5 separate regions of the Sus scrofa genome follow, and regions 1, 2, 4 and 5 are each linked to region 3. A link is a contact called in public HiChIP or PLAC-seq data. All regions are on one chromosome and are shown on one strand. The core of a region is the stretch at or near the end of the contact, and the rest is flanking DNA. Distances in the headings are between cores, read along the strand shown.

What was found. HiChIP or PLAC-seq counts read pairs in DNA pulled down with a chosen protein or histone mark.
Region 1: an H3K27ac HiChIP or PLAC-seq map of alveolar macrophages shows a contact between it and region 3. The contact joins two enhancer-like sites. A contact is called at or near these places in 1 of 47 Hi-C or Micro-C datasets (embryonic fibroblasts) and 1 of 2 datasets of contacts at active chromatin or transcription factors (alveolar macrophages).
Region 2: an H3K27ac HiChIP or PLAC-seq map of alveolar macrophages shows a contact between it and region 3. The contact joins two enhancer-like sites. A contact is called at or near these places in 3 of 47 Hi-C or Micro-C datasets (epiblast stem cells, fibroblasts and undifferentiated spermatogonia) and 1 of 2 datasets of contacts at active chromatin or transcription factors (alveolar macrophages).
Region 4: a contact with region 3 is called in an H3K27ac HiChIP or PLAC-seq map of alveolar macrophages. The contact joins two enhancer-like sites. A contact is called at or near these places in 1 of 47 Hi-C or Micro-C datasets (embryonic fibroblasts) and 2 of 2 datasets of contacts at active chromatin or transcription factors (alveolar macrophages and skeletal muscle).
Region 5: a contact with region 3 is called in an H3K27ac HiChIP or PLAC-seq map of alveolar macrophages. The contact joins two enhancer-like sites. A contact is called at or near these places in 9 of 47 Hi-C or Micro-C datasets (brain, embryonic fibroblasts, epiblast stem cells and 5 more) and 1 of 2 datasets of contacts at active chromatin or transcription factors (alveolar macrophages).

The regions. Positions count from the first base shown.
Region 1 is chr2:25,341,347-25,346,058 of Sscrofa11.1, forward strand. All of the region lies in intron 2 of TRIM44 (tripartite motif-containing protein 44), which reads right to left. Among named protein-coding and RNA genes, the nearest start is that of TRIM44, 35 kb to the right of the region's middle. Within about 2 kb of position 2,870, at least 16 of the 83 cell types and tissues checked have an H3K27ac peak or open chromatin away from gene starts, as enhancers often do. A contact at or near this core is called in alveolar macrophages, where this site is marked.
Region 2 is chr2:25,169,295-25,173,967 of Sscrofa11.1, forward strand. LOC106509375 (a long non-coding RNA gene) reads right to left here. Exons shown (of 3, transcript XR_002341512.1): 1 at 2,890-4,673. Among named protein-coding and RNA genes, the nearest start is that of LDLRAD3, 16 kb to the left of the region's middle. Within about 2 kb of position 3,352, at least 6 of the 83 cell types and tissues checked have an H3K27ac peak or open chromatin away from gene starts, as enhancers often do. A contact at or near this core is called in alveolar macrophages, where this site is marked.
Region 3 is chr2:24,841,997-24,847,353 of Sscrofa11.1, forward strand. It overlaps LOC102163604 (a long non-coding RNA gene), which reads right to left. Exons shown (of 7, transcript XR_002341511.1): 2 at 1,515-1,570; 3 at 894-1,142. Among named protein-coding and RNA genes, the nearest start is that of COMMD9, 25 kb to the left of the region's middle. Within about 2 kb of position 1,340, at least 17 of the 83 cell types and tissues checked have an H3K27ac peak or open chromatin away from gene starts, as enhancers often do. A contact at or near this core is called in alveolar macrophages and subcutaneous adipose tissue, where this site is marked.
Region 4 is chr2:25,132,299-25,137,397 of Sscrofa11.1, forward strand. The region is part of intron 1 of LDLRAD3 (low-density lipoprotein receptor class A domain-containing protein 3); the gene reads right to left. Among named protein-coding and RNA genes, the nearest start is that of LDLRAD3, 20 kb to the right of the region's middle. Within about 2 kb of position 1,328, at least 20 of the 83 cell types and tissues checked have an H3K27ac peak or open chromatin away from gene starts, as enhancers often do. A contact at or near this core is called in alveolar macrophages, where this site is marked.
Region 5 is chr2:25,262,788-25,267,995 of Sscrofa11.1, forward strand. It overlaps LOC102157601 (a long non-coding RNA gene), which reads right to left. Exons shown (of 7, transcript XR_001306887.2): 1 at 4,882-5,208; 2 at 188-361. Among named protein-coding and RNA genes, the nearest start is that of LDLRAD3, 110 kb to the left of the region's middle. Within about 2 kb of position 2,649, at least 10 of the 83 cell types and tissues checked have an H3K27ac peak or open chromatin away from gene starts, as enhancers often do. A contact at or near this core is called in alveolar macrophages and subcutaneous adipose tissue, where this site is marked.

The sequences.
Region 1 (4,712 bases), core at 1,620-4,119, 500 kb after region 3:
TTCACTAATCCAGATTTGCTCATCATCACATTTGTTGCTAAAACAAAAGGGGAGTATCAGGGGACTAGGACTCTGACCTAGAAGTTGTTAGGGTAACAGAGTCAAAATAAGTGGTAAAGCAGCAGCAGAATAACCCTTTTCCTTTGGCAATGCTGCCCTATCAAGAGGTCATCCTCTCTCCTACCTTTAACCACCAAGCTTATTTAGAAAATCATAAAACTGGCTACCCAGCCTCCTCCAGCACCAGTCTACTAGCCACCAACTGCACTTGCTCCCACTCCTGACCTGTCTGTACCACTGAGCACTACTCATCTCCTCAGTCTTTAATTTCTCTTCTCTCATGGTTTCTGTGACCCTGGACTTCTCTGGCTTTCTGTTAATCGGCTTCATTCCTGCAATTTTACACACTCTCCAGGCGACTGTGATGGAGAAACTCCAAGGGTTTTTCAGCCTTGGCACGACTGATATCTGGAGCTGATAATTCTGTGTTGTGGACAGAAATGTCCTTCACCTTGCAAAACATGCAGCAGCATCCCTGGCCTCTATGTAGTGGATGCTAGTAGCATCACCCCTTGCCCCCAATTATGACCACCACAGGAGTCTCCAAACCTTGTTAAATGTCCTCTGGGGGCAAAATCGCTTTCTCTCTATACCCTCCTCCTTAGCTATTCAACCCACCTTTGCAACTGAACTACCACCTCCATGGAGATGGCCTCTGAGCCTGGGTTCTCTAGGTCTCCAGTGTCGCAATTCCTTTTGTCGTGTATCTCCACCTGGACACTCCTCTATTATTTAAACCATCAAGCCTCAAACTGCATCCTCTCCCTCCTCCTCATCATTGTCACTGCTACCATTTTGAGCACTTACATGTTAGGCACTATTCTAAGCACTTTACATGTGTAGTAACATCAATTAATCATCATAATGATACCGTGAGGTGCAATTATTATTGCTATATCAATTTTATAGATGAAGAAACTGAGGTATAGTGAGAATAAGAAATCTGCCCAAATTCACACACACACAATGGTGGCAGAGCTGGAGTCTGAACCTACGTGGTTTGACTGCATAATCTGCCCTCTAACCACATCATTCTTTCGTATCTTCCCTTCAACCTTGCCCTGTCCCCTTTCCCACTTAAAGCTACCAAGATTTAGGCAATCGCCCAGGCTCTCAACTCTAGAGTCAAGTATTATCTTCTCCTCCAGATAACAGGTTTCTTGACTTGATATTTTGAGGGGAAATTATGATATCTTTGCTTAGGGTCTTTCACATCATGGTGATCAATACATTCTGAATGTCAGAAGCCATCCTGTATCTGCCGCTCCACCAGAGTCTGACTGAAGGAGTCTGCTCCTATGAAAATCCTTCTTGCACCCCCTTCCCACTACTCCCCACTACACAACTAGAGCCATGCTCTAGATCCAAAAGCTCCATTTAAACTCCACCTGCCCCCCACCTAAAGCCTTTAAGCCAGCCCTGCTCTCACTTGCACACTAACTTACCGAAACAAAATTCTAAGTCACAGAGAACTTCTGAGTGATCTGCAGAAACTATTTAGGATTCTGATCCTGCCTTTAACTTGTTCTAGGTCAGCTTTCTCTCCTTTCTCATCTCCACTTGGCCCTGAACCTTGGCTTTCTAATTGTACCTCAAATCCCACCTTTGGCCCTTTCAGGTATTATAACCATATGTGCCCTTCACGCTTTCCTTCTTAGTGTTTAGACCTTACATTTGCCTTATATAATCTTTGGCTCGGCTTGTATTTTTCCTTCTCAGAATCACATTCTCTTGGACTGGAACCCTGTATTTCAGTCAGAATACTCCAGGCTTCCTCTATTTCTGCCAGAGACTATAAATTTCAGTACTTGAGCATAAGTACTCTATTGTTCTTTACCAACTTCACGCATATGACCCTGTAATGGGCTTCTTCTGAATTTCCTCCCTTTCATCGTTTTTCCTCCCCCACATACAAACATAAATACACACGTACATGTACATATGCACACAGAGAACATGAGGGGCTCAGGACCGTGTTTCCAAACGGCTTTGTACTTGGAAGATCCTAATAAACACTGCTAATCAGCTGTGAAGTGGAGAGCAACTGTGTGCCTCAGTCATCTGAGAGAGAAACAGTCACAGAAGACCGACAAGCAGCCCTCGTATGAGAACTGGAGTTCTAACCACTACAGCTGTGGCATCACTGCCAAGCACCCTCTTCTCCCAGGACTGCCTGTTCATGCTGCCAGCTGCTAAGACTTTACTGCCATGACAATCTGATGTGTGACCCAGTGTCATGGCACTGAACTGGATGGGGCAGAGAACAGTTCGACAGGGATTCTGGGCTCACTCTGAACTGATACTACTGCTTGCTCTTAAAATGCTTCTCCCTGTGTGACCTCAGCGTGACAATAAAGAAAGCAATCATAAACTTCTGAGCAACGCTTTCCCTGAGTGAACAGAAGAAATTTCTGGGTGCCCCATGTAGAAATGTGAAAGTAGCAGAATGGATCCCCAGGGACATCCAGGACCATAAGAAACAAGAATACAAGTGAGAGCTTTATTCTACTTTGTTTTCTAGCTCACTTTCCACCTTAACCGTATAGAAACTAGAAAGACAGCTTCTGCTTCAGGAATTATCATGTAGGAAGTGGAAGGTGGAAACTGACACTGAAAGTTTCAGGAGTAACCAAACAAACAAACAAAAAATACTATTTTTAAGCCTCTTAGACTTGAATATACAAAGAAAGCCTATTTCATATGCTGAAGATTAAAACAACATTCACCCCTCATTTCCACCCCAGTTCTCTACCCAAACAGCTTTTCTGCAAAGCCACAGCTATCTGTATACTATAGAAACCACAAAACCAAAACAAGTGTATGCCACAAAGAATACTCAGGAAAGGGAATTGAGATATAGGTCTCATGGTTTGCTACAGAGGGTCAGAATGGTAAAGTTCGTGGAGTTTGTGGTGACAGAGAAAAGTTTCAGTTTTGGCTCTGCTAATGCTATGCTCCTGAAGCTCAGAAAGCTGAAAGTTTTTTCATTTGTAAAAGAGAGGCAATAATATGGTTCTCACAGATATTTTTGTGAAGTTTATACAAAATAATACATGAAAAGAACTTAGTACTCTCTGGGAGTATAGACACAACAGCAGAGCATTCTGCTGGTCCAGATAACATCACCTGAACATCTACGGTGGGTTTTTCCTATGGTACTCACTGAGCTCTCACAGATACAGGGCCTCTTAGAGATAGAAAACCTATGCTCTTAGGAGTGCAAATTCTGACTTGTCAAAGGAACACAAGAAGGACTTCCTCACACATCTAGGCTCTGAAGAAGATGGGTGTCAATCACAGGCTCCTTGTTTCAGTTTCAGTAAATGGCCACAGGCTGTCAGGGAGCACTGCCGCCTTTTCTCGTTTGGTAAGATCAGATGTAACCTATTTCTATAACATAGAAGCAAAGCACAGGAAGCATAAGAACAAAAGGTCAACACTCTGCTCCTCAGAGTGTGGAGGTATAGTCAGCTCCTCCACCTTACAACTTGCCTCTATCGCAAGTGCTCTGCTTGGCAGACTGAAACCCTACTACTCCCCCTAGAGCAGCTAACGGTCTGCTTACCTAACAACCATAGGGCTTGTTAAATAATCAGAGTCGCTAAAATACTTTCCAGGCCACCGAAAACCATGATACCAATCATCCTCCATTATTTTTTATCTCCTCAAAAGTTTCTGTTTTCAGGGTACTCATTATTAGAAACATAATATGATTAGTCCCATTTTATAGATGAAACTGAAGGCTCAGACAAATCATGTGATGGAGATAATAAGTACCAGTATGTGGACTCATCTGGCTCCAATGTCTGTGCTCTTTCACCATAAAGTAAAGGCATCCTCAATCTAACTCTTTTCCCTGCAAATCTGAACAAACTCTATATTGGGTATACTATTCCCCATCCATCTTCTGTATCTTCTGTAAGTGAAAAGTTAATAACTTCCTACAACTACTATCAATTCCATACAGCAATCAGAGAAAGGCAATTTATTGCCATCATGAGCTCTGTGGCCTCGGACAAGTCATTAAACCCTTTAAATGTATGTTTCTTCATCTCTAAAATGGGGATTATAATGTCTAATCTAGTTGAGTTGGGAATTAAGGCAATATCACAGAATGTTTCACCTGCTAAAGAAGTAAAACAAAAGCCTTTCAACAAGAGGATGGTCATCAACAGGATCACTGGGTGGAATGGAAGTTCTCTGCACAACCACAGAGAACTGACAGATTTTGCCCTTCGGCTAAATGCAGTCAATCAGGGGAGAGGCCTGATTTTCAAAGTTTACATTCACACACACGCACACACACACACACACACACACACACAAGCATCTACATATAGACCTGGATGACTGAGGCTGCATTCTATAGCTTCAGCCTTAAGATATCAAAAAAGAAAAACTCTGTATTTTTCCTTGAGCAAAGCAAGTTTTATTTCCTTTTTTTTTTTTTTTTTTTTTTGCTATTTCTTTGGGCCGCTCCTGCGGCATATGGAGGTTCCCAGGCTAGGGGTCTAATCGGAGCTGTAGCTGCCAGCCTACGCCAGAGCCACAGCAATGCAGGATCCGAGCCGTGTCTGCAACCTATACCACAGCTCATGGCAACGCCGGATCGTTAACCCGCTGAGCAAGGGCAGGGACCGAACCCGCAACCT
Region 2 (4,673 bases), core at 2,102-4,601, 330 kb after region 3:
CAATCCACTGGAAAGAGGGAATAAGGGATTCAAAAACAGTGAGTGAGTGAAAAATCTCTTAAGAATTGGGAAGCAGCAACAGTAGTAAAAATATTTCTGAGATGGATGCAAATATGAAATTGAAGATGACAGTACAACACGAGAGGCTGTGGCTAAGGCACTGACTTGATGTCCATAATGACAATGACCTCAAAGGAAATGTAGGAGGGTATAAGAATTTGGTATTTAAAAATCAAAGTCATAATTGATTCAGAAAACAAATCTACCACCTTCTAAAAACAATGCCAAACCTACAGTTTTGTTTTAATGAGGCCTGCCTCACACAATTCACATCAAAATATTACTTTCATCATGAGAATTATTTTTGTTCTTCCACGAAATAGTCTAAGAAATGTGCTGTGAAATTACTTGCCAAGGTCAAGAAAACTCATAATCTTGATAACGGGAGGGGAAAAAAGAATAACTGTGTCTCTGTCTAGAGTAGTTGTTCTCAGCTGGTGCTGGGGGCGGGGGGCTGGGATTTTGCCCCTTGGGAACATTTGGCCCTATCTGGAGATATTGTCAGTTGTCACAACTTGGGGGTTGGCTGCTGAAACTGAAGCACTTATGCCTTGAACCGAGCCAAGACCCAGATTGGGACCTGAACCCAATGTTTTTATTTTTTATTTTTTTGGTCTTTTTGCCATTTCTTGGGCCGCTCCAGCGGCATATGGAGGTTCCCAGGCCAGGGGTCGAATCGGAGCTGTAGCCGCCGGCCTACGCCAGAGCCACAGCAACGCGGGATCCGAGCTGCGTCTGCAACCTACACCACAGCTCACGGCAACGCCGGATCGTCAACCCACTGAGCAAGGGCAGGGACCGAACCCGCAACCTCATGGTTCCTAGTCGGATTCGTTAACCACTGCGCCATGACGGGAACTCCCCCAATGTTTTAAAATTAGACTCACTCACCTGGTGTCTGGACTTACTGAGGTTCAGGTTCTTTATGCCTCTGAGCAGAAGGAATTTAGCAAGGGACAAAGTGATAGGGAAGAAATAGATTTATTAAGATAGGACACCTCTGAGAGATGCAAGCAGGCAGGTGAGGAGGCTCTGTCCCGAGGATTAGGTGGGCTACAGTTTTATCATCCAAGGGGAGTGGGGGAAGGGGAAAGACCATCTCTTCCTCTTTTTTTAAGTAGTAGCTCCTCCTTGGAATCCAGTAAGAGAGTATCTGACCCTATAAGGTCAAACTAGGACTATCACGGTGCTTATTTAAATTAGTAGAAGGGTGATCCTTAAACTCCTGCCCTTGGTCTGAACCTGAATGCAGGCTTCAGCCCATCCCCACCCAATGACCTGAGGCATATCTCATGCCTCCACTAGTCAAGCCGGCCTGGTTCTGATGGCTTTCTTGAGCAATTATTAACTTAGAGTGGTCTCACAAAGTTCCCTAGGTTTCCCTCTCTAACTATGGTCCCTTATTGAGACTTCTACAACTACCTGTGTAACTATCCTTCTCCTTCCCTGTCACTGCTGGCATCTGGTGGGTAGAGACCAGAAATGCTGCTGAACACCCTACAGCGCACAAGACAGTCTCCTACAAAGAACTGTCTAGCCCAAGATATCAGGAGGGCCAAGGTTGAGAAACCCTTGTCTAGACAGAGACAAAATGATCTGGAAAGAAATGACCAAATGCAGAACCCCTGCTGTTCCATGCTGTTCCTACTGGGGGTGGGGAGAGGGGAGGGGTGATGCTAGGAAAGACTCCCAACTCCTGAGAGCTGAGTCCTTAGTTGCATCCTTCATTAGCACTAAACCAAAAAATTGAAATTAATAAAATCTTGATTGTACTGGAATTTGTATAGGCAAACTCCTCAGTTTTCCAAGTTTTTTTTTTCCCCCTATATAAGGAAAAAGGAATAAAATACATGAAAGAAGAAGCTTATTCAAGGAACTTCAAAAACCTGTCCTAGGGTCAAGCACAAATTGTATCCAATCTCCTGTTTTGTTTTCTAGACAATGGGAGTTGGGGTCCAGAATGTCCAGCCTGACCCTAAAGTGTCAGAGAAACATTAAATCACATTCAAAGTAAACTATGCTTCTTAGGGCAGGAAACTCGACTCATACCTTTCAGTAAGATTTCAACATCCAGGGTTGATGTGAAAAAGGATTTTCTGGGTAAATTCGAGATAACCTGGAATCTCCCATTCCCGGGGTATTTTGACAAATTGGAATTTTCCTGTAGTTTCCATTCCTCAAGATGTTCTTGACATTGGCAAGATTTACAGGAAGGGCTACTGACAGCATTACAAATTCGCATCTACACTTTCCTTTCTACAATTTATGTCTGTAATGGAATGTATCAAAATAAGCCTGTGACATTTCTTTGTAAGGAAGACAAACAGGTCAACCACTTTATTTTCTAAAATCTAAATAAAACAAAGAAAATATTCACTAGGCTGAGAAGAATCAACTGGCCTTCAGAATAGCAACAGGAGGAGGTAAAAATTTAGTTCTGATTTGCCACATTTTCCAGGGGGCAGCTTTATGTGCCTGTGATCGTTTTGAGGAGTTTGGAAAGTACAATCTAAACACTTGTCTTGCTGGGAACAAAGCACACTGAAGTGTACGGTTTTGCCTGAATCTACCTAATCTCATTCTGACAGGTTCCCATACAAGCTGGGAACAGCCAGGATGAACTCTTTTCCAACATTATTGCTAATTGGCAGCAGCAAGACAGCATGTGAGTTTGAGTGTGTGAAAGATGGGAGAAAACAAAAACAAAGCCAAACTCTAAAATTCCAATCAGCCTTAATTAGTGGAGAAAAACCAACTGCTTAAGAAGGCACACCTACTGAGATAGTCAGAACCAGATGGCTACAAACTATTTCTAAGACCATCACTTACCTTCTCTGGCTTTTGGGTATTCCACCCTTATGAATAAGGTGTGAAAAATTATTGTCCTCTGCTCCTACTAGATGTAGCAATGATTAATTTAGAAAATGCAGAAATATCCTTAATAGATTGGGTCTAACAGGTCATCCTCCCTGTACCTGAATATATAAAATATTTGATGTTATTATGACAGACATTTAACATAGCCAAGGTCAAAAGCCTGTTAATCAGAATTTACCTACAGGATATCAGATCAGTCACAGTTTTTGTTTGTTTGTTTGTTTTGGTATCACAATGTGGAGTAGTGAAAACATCATCATTAGCTTTGGTTCTCTGCAGATCTGGGTTTAAAATCTTCCTCCATGGCTTTCTAGCCCTATGAACATTAAAAAAAAAAAAAAAATCAATGCGCTTCTCTGAGACCTGGATTCCTCATTGGTAAAATGGTTTATAGTGATTGCTACATAGTATGTGGTGAGGATGGAAGTAGGCAATACACAGAAAGCAAATAGCTGGAACTCAGTATGTAGGAGGCCAATTCTCTGGTTCTCCAACACACAACACAACACAACAGATGCCACTCAGCTGATAGTTGTCCTTACTGTGGAGTGTTTAATTTAAATACATTTTTAAGGAAAAGAGTTAAAGCTTTAGAAACTGAACCATAGAGAGGATTTACATGGAACAAAGGCAACTTTTGTAGCAACTTCTGGGGTGAACTTATGACAGGTATGACTCATTGTCCTTTGTTTTCTGCACATAGAGTTATGACTAATGAGACTGGAGGTTCTTAATGATAACCTTAAACTGTTGCAGAATCCTTAGTCACTCTGGAAAAGGGGTGTTGTGTTCCTAGGTATGGGTTAGGACTCTTTGGCTGCAAATAATGTAAACTTCCCCAAGCTCATTTGGATCTGGATATAGGTGAGTGTGTATGGGGACGGGGGGAGGTGGATATCAAGGGGACTTATGGAGTGTCTGTCTCTCCATATACCTATCTTACTTGTACTTTCCCAAATATCAGCTTTATTTTCACATTCCAAATGGCAGAAGAACAGTTGCCTAATCATTCTGGAGATTTTGTGTTACAGGCCCAAGCACATGAAGAAACTGATGCAATCAGATGGTGTTTCCATTCCAAATTCCTAGGGAAGAGAAGCTGATCAGTCCAGTTGGGGGTCCACCGTCCATACCTCAGCTCCAATCATCTATGGCCAGGGACTCAGGAGCCCATTGTACAGACATGGATGTCGAGGCTCACTCCTGCCTACCTGAGGATGGGGATAAAAGAGGAGATCTCAAAGGGCAGAAGAAGAGGAGTGTCATGGCCTGGAGTTACCAAAGGTGTCATTCTACTTTACATTCCTTTACAGGGGAGAAAGGAAATTAATATATTTTAGAATAATTTTCAGTAACCAGTGTCACCACCTAAAAAGTTTTCTGCATATCCCATGGCTAAGACAAAATTCAATCTAGTTAGCTAAACATATTTTGCCCTGCATCCTAATTTTAGCAGAAACAGATGGTTGCCTACCTAACAGCTTATTCCCCTTCCTTCTTCACTGGCAGGATCCCACACATATTTGGGTGTCCATCCCTCCCTCATATCAGTCCTAGAAAGGTCACCTTATCCTTGTGTTTAGAAGTAAATTAGTCTAATGGTTGTATTGTGATTGATCCCTTTTGGTTTAGACATGGGCATATGACACAATTATGACCAATAAAACATGATGAGGAATCTTTGCCTTCTACAAGGATATTTTTCTCATTGATAGAAAGAAACTCACAGGAACACT
Region 3 (5,357 bases), core at 90-2,589:
AGTATAATAAACACCCACTGGCTCAGGAGATGGCCCCTGGTTAGGATTTCAGGAACTCTGATAAAGTTCCTACTCCACGCAGTGGGCGCCCCAGTAAGTGTTCATTTGTGCCCCGCCTTCCACAGACCCAGGATCTGACTGGTATTAGTAAATGATGGCTGAAATATTTCAAATTGGTCAGAGTGGCAGACTAGCGGAATTAACATTGATTTTAAAGTGATCTTCCTAAGTCTCCCTGAGCAGCGTCCCTTTCAACCCGGATCACTTGACGCTAACACCTGCAGAGGGATCTGCCGGTGCTGGGCCCTCATGCACCAACTGGCACCATTCTCCATTCTCGCCACGGTGCTTTCTGGCCGTGACTGACTTCAGGTCTGCGGCCGCAGGGGCGCCACCCCGCAGTCTCCCCACCACACTAGTCTTGCCTGCGCAGAAGGAGGAACGGATAGGAAGGGGTGTGGGAAGGAGGGAATCTCGCCAGGGTGATGGCGAAGGGCAGAGGGTGGCCCTCTGAGCTGCTGCCACTAACGCAGGGGCCAGCATTTCCAAGTGAAGCGGTGCTGGATTCCCTCCAAGTGCCCAAGGGGGCAGAAAAAGAGAGACTAGCACTGGGCCCGAGCAGGATGACAGCACAAACTTCCAGGCCTGGCTGCACCCTCTCTCCCAAATGCCTTCCTTTATCCTGGCTTAATTCGTATTCCGCCCTCTGAATTCAGAAGCAGCACCTAACAGGGACCTGGAGCAAGTCAACTTAATCACCTGTCTTGTCTGCCTGCATTTCCCCCACTGTTCATGTCACCGCACTGCATTTTAATTGCCTATGTATTTGCCTCTCCCCTTGGCACATCCTCCCCCCGCCCCCCCGGAACTGTTCATCGCTGTATCCCCCTTACCTGAGTGCACGGAGCTCCTACTGGCACAGTTTCCTGCCACCAGCTGAAATGGGGCTCTGTCCCTTGGGTTATCCCTGTGGAAGAGCTTGTCACTTGTTATAGCCCCTTTCTTGACTCAAGATTCTTCTTAGGCCCCAAAGCCGCTTCCGCAGGGAAATTTCCTCCCACCCACTCCTCACCGGGGCGCGGCCGGAGCTTGCCCAGGATGGCCAGCAGATGGCGCAGTTGCTCTCCTTATGGCCACTGGGGCTGGAACGGGAAACAAAGACCGGGAAAGAGGGGGGAAGGTGGGGTAGCTGGCAAGCCTCTCCTAGAAACCTGGCAAGGGGAGAAGCTTCCTGCAGAGAAAGCCCCCAGACCCAGGCCCCCTCCCCTTCATAACTCTCCCCCACAGGCCCAAAGCAGCAAAAGAGGAGGGAGAAGGTTCAGGGCAGGCCTGCCCAAGGAACCCATTCAAGGCTGTTCCATGGGCCCAGGTTGGGAAGCACCCACTGCCTCTGCAACGCTTCCCCCACAGGCTGGTGGGTGCCAGAAATCCCACCCTGGGGTCCGGCACCTGAGTCTCTTCCAAATAAGGCTTTATCCTGGTAGAGCCCACAGGGTCTTGTACTGCATACTTACTAGCTAAACCCTTGGGTCAGGTAAGGAGCCAGAGTCAAGTCTCAGTCTCTTCAACTCTGAAAAAAAGAGATTAAGTTTAATTTTTCCTGACAACGCCGATTGGAGGGGATTAATTATACATGAAGGTGTCTGAGAAATGGAAGCTGCCCAATCAATGACGGTTAAACTTCAAACAGGAGCAGAGAGCTGCCTCTGCTGGGGCACAGCCTTCCCTGGTCGGAAGACTCCTCCGTTCTTTTCTGGGAGCAGGTGGATGTGCCGGGTGAGGTGGGGGTGGCAAGGGGCCCTGTCATCTCATCGTCGCTCATCCCAGGGCCTGCAGGCTCCAAATGCTCTCCCCACCTCCTGTCTCCCACCCTCCCCTCCCAGCCCCCCTCCCGCCTCCGCCTTGCAGGCAGGTGTTTTCTAAATGGGAATCGAATGCCATCCCTCGCCTAAAATACTTAAAGACTTTCCATGCTCTCAGCATAAAGGCCGCACTCAGAAAAAATGTCATTCAGTGTTCTTTATAATCTGATTTCTCCCTACATGTCAGTGTCATAAAACAAGATTAAGGAAATGGGCTTCAATCAGAATAAACACCGTGAGGTCCAGGGGCTGGAGGGAGTGGGTACTGGGTGAGGAGGAACTGGCCGAGAGGGCGTGGTGGCCAGCACTGTCCAGGCCTTGATCCACCTTTTCTCAAGGACAGAGACTGGGTGCCCTTCACCTGGGACACTGTCTGTCACGGTAGATGCTCTGTGTGCACTGAATGAGTGGAGCCATGAATGAATGAGTGACTGACTTAGCGAATGACTAAATGAATGAGTGACTGAACGAATGAGTGACTGAAGGAATGAGTGAAAGAATTAATGAGTGAATGAACAAATGAGTGAACCAACGAATGAGTGAACAAATGAGTGAATGAACGAATGAGTGAATGAACAAATTAATGAGCAAATGAGCAAATGAACGAGTGAATGAACGAATGAAAGAGTGAACGAATGAATGAACTAATGAGTGAATGAATGAATGAACAAATGAACAAATGAATGAGTGAATGAACGAATGAATGAACTAATGAGTGAATGAATGAATGAACAAATGAACAAATGAGTGAATGAACAAATGAGTGAGTGAATGAACAAATGATGAACAAATGAGTGAGTGAATGAATGAATGAGTGAACGAATGAGTGAAAGAATGAATGAGTGAATGAATGAATGCCTGACAGGGGCCAGGGTTGACTGACTGACACTTCCTGTGTCCAGCAGCCACATCTTCTGCCTGTCAGGGTCTCCACCTTCTCCTCCCCACCTGCCAGGCTAGCCCCCCTCCCTGCTGCCTTGGCTGGTCTTTGAGGCTGGAAGGGACAGTGCTGGAGGACAGTGAGGCCAAGGAGAAGAGAACTCATCTCAGCCACGCAACCCGGGACCCAGGCCTAGGGGAAGTGATGGCCGCACTGAGGGCAGAAATCCCTGAGCCGGCTCTGGCCATGACCTCTCTCCGTCTTAACCTTGCAGGAAGGTCACCCTGCTTTTCCACCATGCACCTTTTGGGCAGCCAGGGCCCTGGGCGTGGCTGTCCAGCCATCTGTTTTGGGTCGGCCTTGTCCCTGGCAGATGCTGCGGGTCCCGTGCGCCCGCTTCCATGGCGCACCGCCGACTGCAGGAGATGGCACATTTCTGCGGCCTCTGCCTGGGCTCTCTTGTGACCCCGTTTTCCACATCACTCACCTTCCCTCCTCTCCATCTGCAGTTTCACTTCAACGTCCTCCAAAAAGAACTGCTCCCTTGGACTGGCCCGCTCGGCCACCTGGCAGACAGAAGTGCCCAGCACCTGGGGAGGCAGAAGGCTCTTGCCTTTGTCTGCCTGTTGAGCAGGGACCTGTGTGACCATCCCCACTGTCACTGGCCTAGGGCCTGTCATCATTAGCTCCGAGTTGGGCTCCACTGCCCTGGGCTTGCCTTCCTCTAAACCAGCCGTCACAATGCATCCCAGACAGTAAATCTGGCCTGGTGTTCTTTTCCCAGGCTTCCATCTCAGTAAATTCCAGCTGCAACCACAAATGTGTAGACCTCGCTGCCCCACCCCCACCGCTTCAACCCACTAGCAAGTCCTGTTGGGTCTGAAATACATTTGCATGGGCTCACCCTCTTCATCTCCGCACTGTCACTTCTCAGTAGCCTCTCAGCACAGTGACATCTGTCATTTGCCTCCCAATCCTTCATGTGCCTCATCACACCAACCGTCAGGTCCAGGGGTCCTCTAAGCTCTTTCCTGCCACAGGGCCTTTGCACACACTGCTTCCTCACCCCCTTCCACTCCCCATCCCCACGCAGCACTCTTTCCCCTAGTTTTCACATGATTGCCTCCTTCTCATTTTTAGGGCTCAGCAAGAAAGCCACTTCCTTAGATTTTCTCAGGCCATCCTCTCTAAAGAAGATTCCTCCTTTTCTTCTCAGTTGCAGAATCCCATTTGTCTCCTTCCCACTCCCCGATATCAACTCTTCTTTATGAATTTATGTGAACACTTATCTATTTAATGAGTCATTGTTTGTCTCCCCACTAGAAAGTACCATGAGGGGGAGAAGCTTGTCTGTGTTGCTCGACCTATATCCCCAGAACCAGCACAGGTCTACACAATGGATGTGCTCAGGAAATATTTGCTAAATGAACATAATAAATCCATGGGAGATGCATCGTGTTATTGCCTTGTTTAGACAGTCTGTGCTTCCTCGTCGTCCTCAGTATAGGTGCCACTCCATGTCCCGTGGCAGTTTCTTTTCCTCTCTCCTCCCTTCCCTCCTCTCACTCTCCCTTTCTTTCTGTCTGTCTCTCTTTAGGGCTGCACCTGCAGCACATGGAGGTTCCCAGGCTAGGGGTCAAATTGGAGCTGTATCTGCTAGCCTACACCACAGCCACAGCAACACCAGATCTGAGCCACATCTGCAACCTACACCGCAGCTCACGGAAACACCAGATCCTTAACCCACTGAGCGAGGCCAGGGATCGAACCTGTGTCCTTAGGGATACTAGTCGGTTCTTTACTGCTAAGCCACAACGGGAACTCTGAGTTACAGTTTCTCCACCACCTGCCTTGAGCTCACCTTTACCAGCTTCCTCATCAGCCCTGTGGGGGGCAAGATGGAAAGGGTTAAACCAGAAGTGGTGCCACATTGCAGACGGAGCACTGGCCCCAGGGAGTAGATATGATCCTGGGCAGAGCTTCGATTCTGTGATGTCTAATTTTTTCTTTTTAAAACAATAACGAGCATCAAGCTCTGGACACAGAAGCCAGGGGAGCAGCTTGAGATCAGCAGGGACAGCTCTCAGCGCCTCCGGTGGCTGGGGAGAGATGCGGGTGTCCCACGCCCACGGCCCATCGGAGAGCAGGGGCCACGCCCACCTTCTTCCCTCACCATCTCCGGCGCCTGCTTACATGGTATTTGGCATCGCCCTGCATTTTGGGTGATGAAGTTGAGTGAAAGCACGTACATGGGGACCAGAGAGCCTGTCCCACTCATGTCACAACTAAGAGGCAGCGAGACTGCAAACAAGCCCCCAGGGGGCGTGGTCCCTGTGAGGGACACCCCACGTTAGAGACCTTGACCGAGACTTCAGGTCGCTGGTGAAGGTGTCCTTCCAGCCCAGCTTCGTTCTGCTCCCCACCCTGACACATTTATCTGGCAAATTAAACTCATCTCTGCCGGCTCCTTGCAAAATGGCTCTGCTCCAGCCTCTAAGCTCAGCACCAGGCGGCTGCCAGGTGCCTGCAGAAAGCATTTCCTACAGTTCTGGGTGGGGCCTCTGGCCTCAGCCCTGACCTCTGCAGTGTGGGGGTGGGGGGGAGTGGAGTTTCGA
Region 4 (5,099 bases), core at 78-2,577, 290 kb after region 3:
GGTGCAGCCCAAAAAAGAAATAAAAAAAGAGTATCAACAGCTGTACCCCATTTTACCTGGACAGCTAAAGCTCAAGAAGTAAGCAAGCAAGGACATGTGTCATCACCTCTGCAACCTGATCAAAAACAACTCATCAGCTTGGAGGGCACTGTGCTTAGTCAGATAAGACAGGTGAGAAAAATGAATCCTGTAGGATATCACTTACATGTGGAATCAAAAAACACAAGAAACCAGTGAATATAACATAAAAGAAGCTGATTCACAGATATAGGGAACAAACTAGTAGTTACCAGTGGAGGAAGGGCAATATAGGGATCGGGGAGTGGGAGGGACAAACTACTGGGTGTAAGACAGGCTCAAGGATGTGTTGCACAACACAGGGAATAGAACCAATATCTTGTAAGAACTATAAATGGAAAGCAACCTTTAAAAATTGTATAAAAAGAAAAAAAATTTACAAACAATTACCCATGCATTAAATATTCCCAGTGACGGAGTTCCCATCGCGGCTCAGTGGTTAACGAATCCAACTAGGAACCATGAGGTTGCGGGTTCGATCCCTGGCCTTGATTAGTGGGTTAAGGATCCGGTGTTGCCGTGAGCTGTGGTGTAGGTTGCAGACACGGCTCGGATCCCACGTTGCTGTGGCTCTGGTGTAGGCCGGCGGCGACAGCTCCGATTCGACCCCTAGCTTGGGAACCTCCATATGCTGCGGGAGCGGCCCAAGAAATGGCAAAAAGACAAAAAAAATAAAATAAAATCCCAATGACAAGGTATGCATGTCTGCCAAAGAGGCCTTGTGACACCCATGCAGCTCTGTTCCCATGAGGAAGGATCACAGCTCCGTCAGTATAGTTCACATTCGGGAACACACCCAAACCCCACTTGCGGAGAAGGGACTCCGCCCTGCCCAGCTCAGGGCAGAGGTAAACCATGCCATTTCCATCACGGGATCATTTAGGGGCCAAGAACAAGTTCTGCACAGCTCGGCTTCCCCAGAGTATAGCACAGTGCATGGCAGAGGCGGCGCCGCACTGGGGAAGAGCCAAGTAGAGCTTGAGAAGAGTCAAGTGACCCGGAGACAAAAAGGACGAATATTCACAGGCCTGGGAAACTAGGGCGCCTCCCTGAGCCTCAGGCTAGGAAGAGGGCAGCTCATGATGTTGGATAAGGAGTCCTTCTCCCCTTGCACCCCGAGCCCCTCTCCTGGTACCGCCTTTTTTTCCCCGCAAATTCACACACAAAAGAAGACGGCAGACAACGTACGTCACTGGGCTGAAGAGAAGAGGAAGTAAAAAAACTCAAGGAAAGCTGGCCACCGAACAAAGGACAAGCACAGCTGGAAGGCAAAGGTTCTTAAAGGAATCCAAGGGATCCAAAGCCCAGCAGAGCCTAACTTGCAAAAGACTTCAGAGAAGAAAGGAGAAGATGAAAATTTCTCTAGAGCCAACTTGCGGCCACTACAGAAGATTCCCCCCCCACCCCACCCCCCGTGCCCCGCCACCCGCAGAAAGGACTCGGGTTCTAAAAGCCTTTGATGGGAAGGGGAACCAAGGGGAACAAAGACTGCTCTGTGGGGAGGAGGCAGGGGGACTTCCAGGGTTAAGATTTCGACACCCAACTCCCAAGGCAAACTTTCAGACAGCTTCTCCTCCAGCTGGCAGGACCCCTGAGCCTCCCAAGTTCAAAAGTTACTCAGGGAACCAGGTGGCTTTCGGTGTCACCTGCCTTTTACCTGCTTTCTCAACCTGTCTCCCTCTCTCAAGGGATCTACATCTACCATCTCTAACTTCACTGGCTTTCACAACGTCACAAGGGGGAAGCACAGGGAAAGGTCAATGCTGAGGGCATTTCTACCTAAGAACCTTCTTTCACACCAAACTTGCGAACTTGCGGGGCTGCAGGAACAGAAAGCAGAAACCTCTCAAAGACACTTTCAGGATGAGCAGTAAGAAAGCTCAAGAGGTGAGTTCCCTGGTGGCACAGCCAGTTAAGGATCTGGCACTGTCACTGCTGCGGCATGGATTTGATCCCCGGCCTGGGACCTTCCACACGGCTCAGGCCTTGGTTAAAAAAAAAAAAAAAATTCTCAAGATATATGGTGGAGGAGGGCACTCACACCAAGCCAGGGGCTCTCAACTGGTGACAACTGGTAACAGCTCAAGATGCTGTTGGTTGTCACACCTGGGGGAGGCAAGTAGGAGGAGGCTGCTACTGGCATCTAGGACCAGTGATGCTGCTAAGGCTCCTAAAATGCACAGGACAGCCCCACCTCCCCCAACAAAGAACTCTCCAGCCCCAATGTCAAACTCCCCGAGGCTGACACACTTCCCTAGACTATCCCCAGCCCTGTAGCAGCTCCAGAAACCCTAACTATCCTACCTGAAATAAATATTTGTCATCCCTCTGACCAGGCAGTTACCATGTCACTAAAGTACACTTATCCTGGAAGCAACAGGAGGCATCAAGCAGATGATGCGAGAGGCTAGTGCTGGGTCCTGGGAGTACCTGGCTGCTCTCCCAGCAAACACTCTGAAGGGCGCTTCTCAGGAGCCAGGAGAGTAGATTCTTTCACAACAATGAAACAATGAAACAAAGACACACACACACACACACACACACACACACACACACAAATCGGCCATCTTAAAACCCTCCCCAGCTGTCAGGGAGAGGCGGAGGCAAAAACAGCTGCACAGTTAGACTGGCCCTTGCATTTCCAAACTATTCCAGAGAAAAAGAAAGAGGAAAAGAGCACAAACAACGCCACAGGCAAAAAGAGATGTGCCCCGGGGGCTACCTCGTAGCAAACACCGGTGCCTTCACTCAGAGTTGCCCTCAGCACATCACATCTTTTAGTTTTTAATTGTAAAATACAATAAACATGCAAGAAAAGAGGACATGTGAATAGAGAGCTTAATGAATGAAAAGGAACCTGGGTGTCACTACAAGGCAGGTCAAGGAGAGCACCACAGCCTGGGGTATCTCTCTCTCCGGGCAAAAATCCAGGTGCTATTGTGAAAGTCCCAGATTTACTCGAGGCCTGAGACTGATTTGATGTATTTACCATGAATACCTGCTGCGGTCACCATGAAATGAACAGATCTGGGAAGGGGGTCTCTTTGTGGAAACAAACTCGTGGATTGTTCATTCACAGAAGCACGCAAGGGGAAGGACATGGAAGGGTAGCTGGAAATGGGGGAGCCCAGACTGGAGGCCAAGAGAAACCTGAGTTACAATCTGGCACCCGGGGCATGGGGTGAGCTCTCTGGGACCCCAAAATGACTTCCCGCCACACAACATGGTTGGAAAAATTCAACAGGATCGTGTGTTTCAATGGCGAGCAAAGCATCTCACACATATACTGGGTACCCCTCCTCTCCTTGCCCATGAAAAGAGGCCAGGCTGGAAGGGCCACGACTTTCATAGATTATTTTATTAGACAGCATCCTAATCCCAAATTCTCTAAACTGCTTTACAAGTTCGCTTTCCAAGACCCCTGGTGACTGCGACAAAGAGGCATCTAAACCTAGAGCCAGTCTGTCCTCCCTTCTCCTGCTGGCTCGCATCCCAGTCTCTCCCTCACTCACCACAAGGTGAAAGGCCCAAGTGGGCCGTCAGGAAAACACACCTCACACCCCAGGAGGGAGCCTCCGTCCACCTCTTTGAAGATGAAAAGCAACAAAACAAAGTGTGTTTATTTGTACTTGGTGCATATGGCCTCATGGACTGGCCTGGGCTGTACGAAGCCACTCAGTTCTTTAAAATAATAATAATAATAATAATAATAAAACCCACCCACTCACACCGCTAAGCAGATCCTTCCAGGAGAAAAAGTTAACACCCACACTCCTGGGATACCCAAGGGGGAAATCAAGCCTTTTCCCTGACAGATGGAGAATGTGAGGAGTCTGAGAAAGGTCAGCCAGGAAGGAGGTGAGCCTTCGGACCCCCGCAGGGCCTGGCCACCGTTAGAAACGCTTCACCATCCATGCACTTAAAGCCACCGAGGCCACCACGGGGGAAAAAACTCAGACAGGCTGAGTCTCTCTCACAGGATACATTAAAAAATAATAAAGGTTAAAATGAATGCTTTACTTCCCTAACACAGACAATAAAAACAAAGCGAGCACACACACACACACACACACACACACACACACACACACACATACACAAAGGTGTCTGAGAAGGTTCCTGAATAACAAATGCCTCCAGATTGCTCTTGAAATGTAGTGCCCAACCCTACAGAGACCAAGAACTCAGATTAGGGCTCCACTCTGACCCCAGGTTTCTTCATGAACTATGAGGAAGAGACAGAATTGAAGCACTGGCTTTTACAGTCTTTCTTGTGGTGTTACCTCTTGGATGACGTGCAGGATGTGGGGTGGAAGGGTAGAGTCCCCACCCACTATGACCCCCAAACTAAACCACACAGGCTTCAGAAACACTGACCAGCCCCATGTCTGATAACACTTCAGATCAAAGTGGGATCCCTGCTAAAAGGATGATACTTAATGTGAGAGGAAAAAGGCGTACACCCCAACCTGCCTAGAGGTTTCTAAAGCAGCAACTAACTGTAAAGGAGAGTCAAAGCCATACAAGCTCAGTGACCACAGATAACAGAAAACCACCACGTGGGACAGATAGAAATTCTGTGACAACCCCCCCCCATCCCTCCCTCCCCACTAGGACTATTTTATTTATTTCAGTCTTATTTTATATGTGTACACACATATTAAATAACCAGTGCTGACCAGAGAAAAACAAAATTAACTTTACAGCTATTTTTACAGGGATGAAGACTCAACCAAAGCAACCCAGTACCGACTGGGGGATGCAGTAAATAACAGTTTCTAATGAGCCACAAACAGCTCTCTGAGGAGAACTGTCCTACTTGGGTGTTACCAGGGGACTCACCACAGCTGTGCAGATTGAGAGCACGAATCTAGGCAGGTCTTTGTGTCCGAGATGTCCTGAAAATCTGCCTGTTCTAATAGCCTCCAAATAATTATTCATGCCCACCAGTGACTGCCAACGCCCCCTTGAAACTCTCTCCCTGGGGTAGCCCAAGAATTCAGGAGAAACAGGGAACTGTG
Region 5 (5,208 bases), core at 1,399-3,898, 420 kb after region 3:
GGTACAAGGACCTTAAGCTTGAGGTCGCAGGAAGATTTCATTTCAGCTATGTCTATGAAACCTCTTTTTAAAATACATAATTCAATTGACTTAGTAGTTGTCCCATTTTACCTCTGCCAAACAATTGGCTGAAGTCATTTTCCCCCCAGTTACCTGGCTGTCTTGCTGTTCTGGTGCATTTACCCACCTGAAATGAGATGGTGGGTAAATCCAGTTCAAGGCCGTATGTGTTGAGCATTCCTAGAAACAGAAGCCCTCGATAGGTGCGCAACATCATGGTAAGAACTGGGGACCACTCAGGTGACAGCCTCTTCCAGGCACGTGTGTGTCCATGAGCTCCTTTGGATGATGCGCCTGTGTCCTTGGGAGAGAAAGGGTCAGAGGCGGCTAACGAAAGGGCTGAAAAGGAGGAGGCAGAGGAAAGACGGCTGCTCCAGCAAGTAAAGAATATTTATTCCTTACCATTATTCAATGCTCTTGTTACATTCCAGTGGATCTAATAATCTCCTAAGAAAATACCTCCCTGTGTCTCTTTTTTACTGGGAAGGGCATGAACTCTGTAGGAGACAGCCTGTGACCACGTGGAATATCATACACACTTTCTATATGGGGAACAGACTCATCACTGAATCACCAGCCTGAGGATACGCACACACAAGCACGTAACACATGACACATGACTGGTCTGTTGGGGGTGAGGAGTGGTGTAAAAATTCACTAAAATTGAAATGAGGTAAAAATTGTACTTTAAAAACTCCCTTCAGGGACATAATTGTGTGGAGTTGGAAGAAATACTCTGAAAGCCATTTGGAAGTGGGTGGGGTGAGACCTCCAAAGAGTAAGTTGGAATAACAACAGACGGTTGCTAAACGGTCTTTTCTAAAAAGAGGGTCAGGACTTTTGTCTGTGTGAGTATGGTGTGCCAGTGGGGCACAGTGTCCACTGCCTCTCACCACGCTCACAGAAAGATGCACACCACCCTATCCTCTAAATAAACCTTGACCTTATATTTTTTATTTTCATTTTTTTCTTTTTATGGCAGCACCTGTGGCATATGGAGGTTCCTGAGCTAGAGGTCAAATTGGAGCTGGAGCTGCTGGCCTACATCACAGCCACAGCAATGCTGGATCCAAGCCGTACCTGCAACTTACACTGCAGCTTATGGCAATACTGGATCTTTAACCCAGAGGCCAGGGATGGAACCCATATCTTCAAGGACACTATGTTGGGTTCTTAACCTGCTGAGCCACAATGGGAACTCCTGACCTAACATTTAAAGAGCAGCAGTTTGGAGGGGTGCCAAGTCATTATTCTTCCTGACGTGTGCACACTTCCCTCTGGCATTGTGCATGCGCCTAAGCACCTGTGTGCGTGTGTGCGTACACACACACTCACTGGCATCTCCCACCCCTGTGCTGTTACCTGCCACACTGATACCCCCATGAGTGCACATGAAGGTTCAAAGCTAAAGTGCCAGGTGAGGCACTTGAGAATGGTCCACTGTTAATGCTGTTGGAGGCCAGACACAAATGCCCCTTTTAATGGCCTGGTCCAGAAAACAAATGTATCCATTAAGCTGGAATAAAGAGATGGGTCAATGCACAAGACGAACTGAGCACCTTCAAACTGGGAGACCGAGAGAGAGAACCTCAGAGTACCAGGGGAAGAGAGAACTAGATAGAGAGAGAGAGAGAGAGAGAGAGAGAGAGAGAGAGAGAGAGAGAGAGAGAGAGAGGGAGAGGGAGAGGGAGAGGGAGAGGGAGAGGGAGAGGGAGAGGGAGAGATAGGCAGGCAGGCAGGCAGACAGGCAGGGAGACAGACAAACAGATACATAGAACTAACGAGAAAGAGGGAAACCAATGAGAGAAAACCATAGCCTGGTTCTAGATACACTCTGATAAGGCAGCGTGCATTATGCTTAATGCTGTTTGTGAAGGCCTGAGCCTAAGAACTCTGGCCTATGCAATGCTTCCTTTTCGTATCAAAGAAGGAATCCTGGGGTGTCTCTTAGAATGTTCTAATGTGAGCTCTTAGGCCAGTAAACATACTCTCTTTTCTAGGAGATGGTAGCCAAACATGGATAAGAACTCAGGTTTCCCAAAAGCTACAGGACCTCAGGCAAATCATGTAATCTCTCTGGGCCTCAGTTTTTTTTTTCACTAGTTAAATGGGGTCCATCACACTCATCCCTAAATCAGTGTTTCCTAAAATTGTTAGCTGGAACACCAGAAAACCATGTCGTAGCCCCTTCTTGAAGTTCCACAATGCAACTGAACATATTACAAGGTCCAAGAAGTCCTAAAGGAAAGAAATCTGTTCAGCTTTGTTTAGCCCCCTCGCCACTCCATTTACTTGACTCCAATATATTCTATCATGGCTTATGCACATCTGGTGTCAGTGTGCCTGGGCTGCCATAACAAAGTACCAGACACTGGATGGTCCATCAGCAAGAATCTGTATCTCCCAGGTCTGGAGGCGGGCAGTCTGAGATCCTGGTCAGGTTCTGGGGAGAGCCCTCTTGGGGGTTGCAAACTGCTGACTCCTCACTGTTTCCTCACAGAAGAGATCCATGCTCGTGACCTAACTGCTCCACAAAGGCCCTGCTGCCTCATACCATCACCCTGGGGTTAGGATTTTAATACGTGAGTCTAGGGGGAATTGGAATACGCAGTCCAAAGCATTTGGCAAGATGTCCCTCTCCATAACTGGCCTCGTTCTCCTGGCCAGCCCCAGTTCTCATGTTCTCTCTCTCTCTCATACACAAGCACGTACATGGGACACACACACACACACACACACAGGAAGAAGAGCTGGGATTCTTAGAGAAAGCATTTTTCCCTTCCCACTGTCACTTCTTCCTACGCTAAGATCTAAGAGTGGAAGAGGCAGAGAGACCCTTCCATCTAGTTGACTCTTGCTCCTCATTTTATGAGTATTTGAGAGGGAAGCTACCTGCCAAACTCTGTACAGCTTATTGGTGGCAGAGCAGGGCTGGCACTCCTAACTCTCTTCTTCTCCTGGGAAGAGCAGATACCTTTTGGTGGCACCACGTGGACGCTCATGCTGGGGTAAATGTCGCTAAAAGTGTTTCTCAGGTTTCTGCATCAAGATGTAATATTTGGAGTAACTCTGGATACAAATGCCAGCAAGATGTCAGTTAGCAAGTCCACAAATATTTCTGAACATCTATTTCGTGTCAGGCAATTTTATCAGCATTGATAATACAGCATTGAACAAACAATACAAGCTTCAAAGAGGTACAGACAATAACTACATGAACAAATAAATACATATAATTTGAGATACTTATAATTAACATGGAAGTGTAACTGGATGGGTGTGGCAGAAAGGGCAAAGAAGTAGCCTTGGGGAGGATCAACAGCCCAAAGAGGACTCCGTTTTGATGAGTGATGGTCATCACACGGTAGTCACAAGCTACCACTAAGTTCCTCCTATGTGTCACGCGTGCTACTAAGCCCCGTAGGTCCAGTTAGTTAAGGACAGAGCCAGTACTAGAACCAAGTCTGCCTGCTACTAAAACCCAGTTATCAGGAGAAAGCTCATTCCATTTTCCAAGGACAAAAGACCACACCTTGCTCTATGCCCTGGAGATGCAACACGGGGGGTAAGCGGTTTATAATGTGAACAGTCTCTCCTGAACAATTTAGGCTACATTTTACTTTTCACTTCATTCCATCACTCTTAGGTCTGTCTACCCTTCAGAGACCCGCCTCTTCCCCAACACCACACACAAAATCATTTACATCCTATGTTACAACTATCTAACGCCAGTTACCTCAGAAGGGAAAAAAATAAGTTGCCATGAGTGGAGATTTTGTTTTTCCTATTCTGTTCCCTCCCATGAGGAAATCGCGATATTTTTTCTGAAATCAGACATTGTGTGAGGGTTTGGAGCTGAGAGGGTGAGGGGATGGATCCACCCCTTATGTATGTTCTCTTCAGTGGAAGGGTCTCAGCTGCTCTTCCTCCCAAATTGAATTCTCTTACTCTTGAAGAATGACCCAAGCAAAGAAATTTCCCAAACATCTGAAATCTGAGAATTTGTGCCTGGAATCCATGAGGCTCATGGTTTCCAGATGGAGAGACCGGAAGAGGCGGAGGAGCAGAGGAAGGAGCCTGGGAGGATAAAAGGCCAGGGGAAGCCTGAACTCTGGATCACTCTGCCTGCCCTGTGAACCAGGCCAGGCCTCTCATTTGTTCTGCAAGCCTGCCATTTGACAACGTGCCAGGCCTGAAGAAACACAGCCGTTGTGCACATCCTCCTGAGACTGTTCCACTGATTATTAGCAAGTAAGTCATTGTGAAATTGTCTCTTCTGAGGGCAGTGACTAACCTCAGCAGTGCAACAGAAAATAAAGCCCATGGCTTGGCTATCAAGGGGGGGCATAAACACTCCAGATGGATTTTCTCACCATCTTGGAAATGGCAAAAGACAGACACTTCTAGAAATCTTGGCTTCTTTACACCGCTTAACCATATGCAACAGTGGACCCCCAGGTGACCTAATTCTTCTTCCACATGTCTGGTCCTCATGCCAGAGTGGGGAAAGGGGCTTAAAAGGTGACCTAGTTTTGATGAAATTAACAGACAAATATAGTGTAACCACAAGTGGGCTAGACAGGGTCTCAGAAGGAATGCCCTTTTTTGATCAGACAGGCCAGAATCTTCTAGGGAAAAACGGAATTTAGAGAAAACAGATCAGAACCCACCTGTTAGCAAGTGGGAAACTGGCTTAAGTGTTGAGAAAATCCCCTTTTTTTGTTGTTATCGGTGGTGTCTTTGCCATCATCTCCACCCACAGTCACCCCACCGACACTCATCACCACTGCCACCCCTCACCAAGCCAAAGGGGAGTCTTACTTGTCTATCATGGTTCTTCCCATTTGGAAAACGCTATATTTGATACTAGGATACAGCCATCCAACTGGGTCAAAGGTCCCAGAAGCCTGAATGTGTGGAGAGAAACCAAATACAGAGAAGTTACTTTCAATTAACGCCTGTAATCTCCAGATATCCTGCTAAAAACGGTGAGGCAGCAAATGGCCGCCTGCAAGCCAGAGCACCTCACTCCGACGCAACGTTTTCCAGAGCCAGGCAAAGCATTCAAGCTCTTTACCACCTGACCTCCTGGCCTGGGACATGTCGATGTTCAACTACACGCTGGCTTGGGAAGGGAAAGCAAGCAGG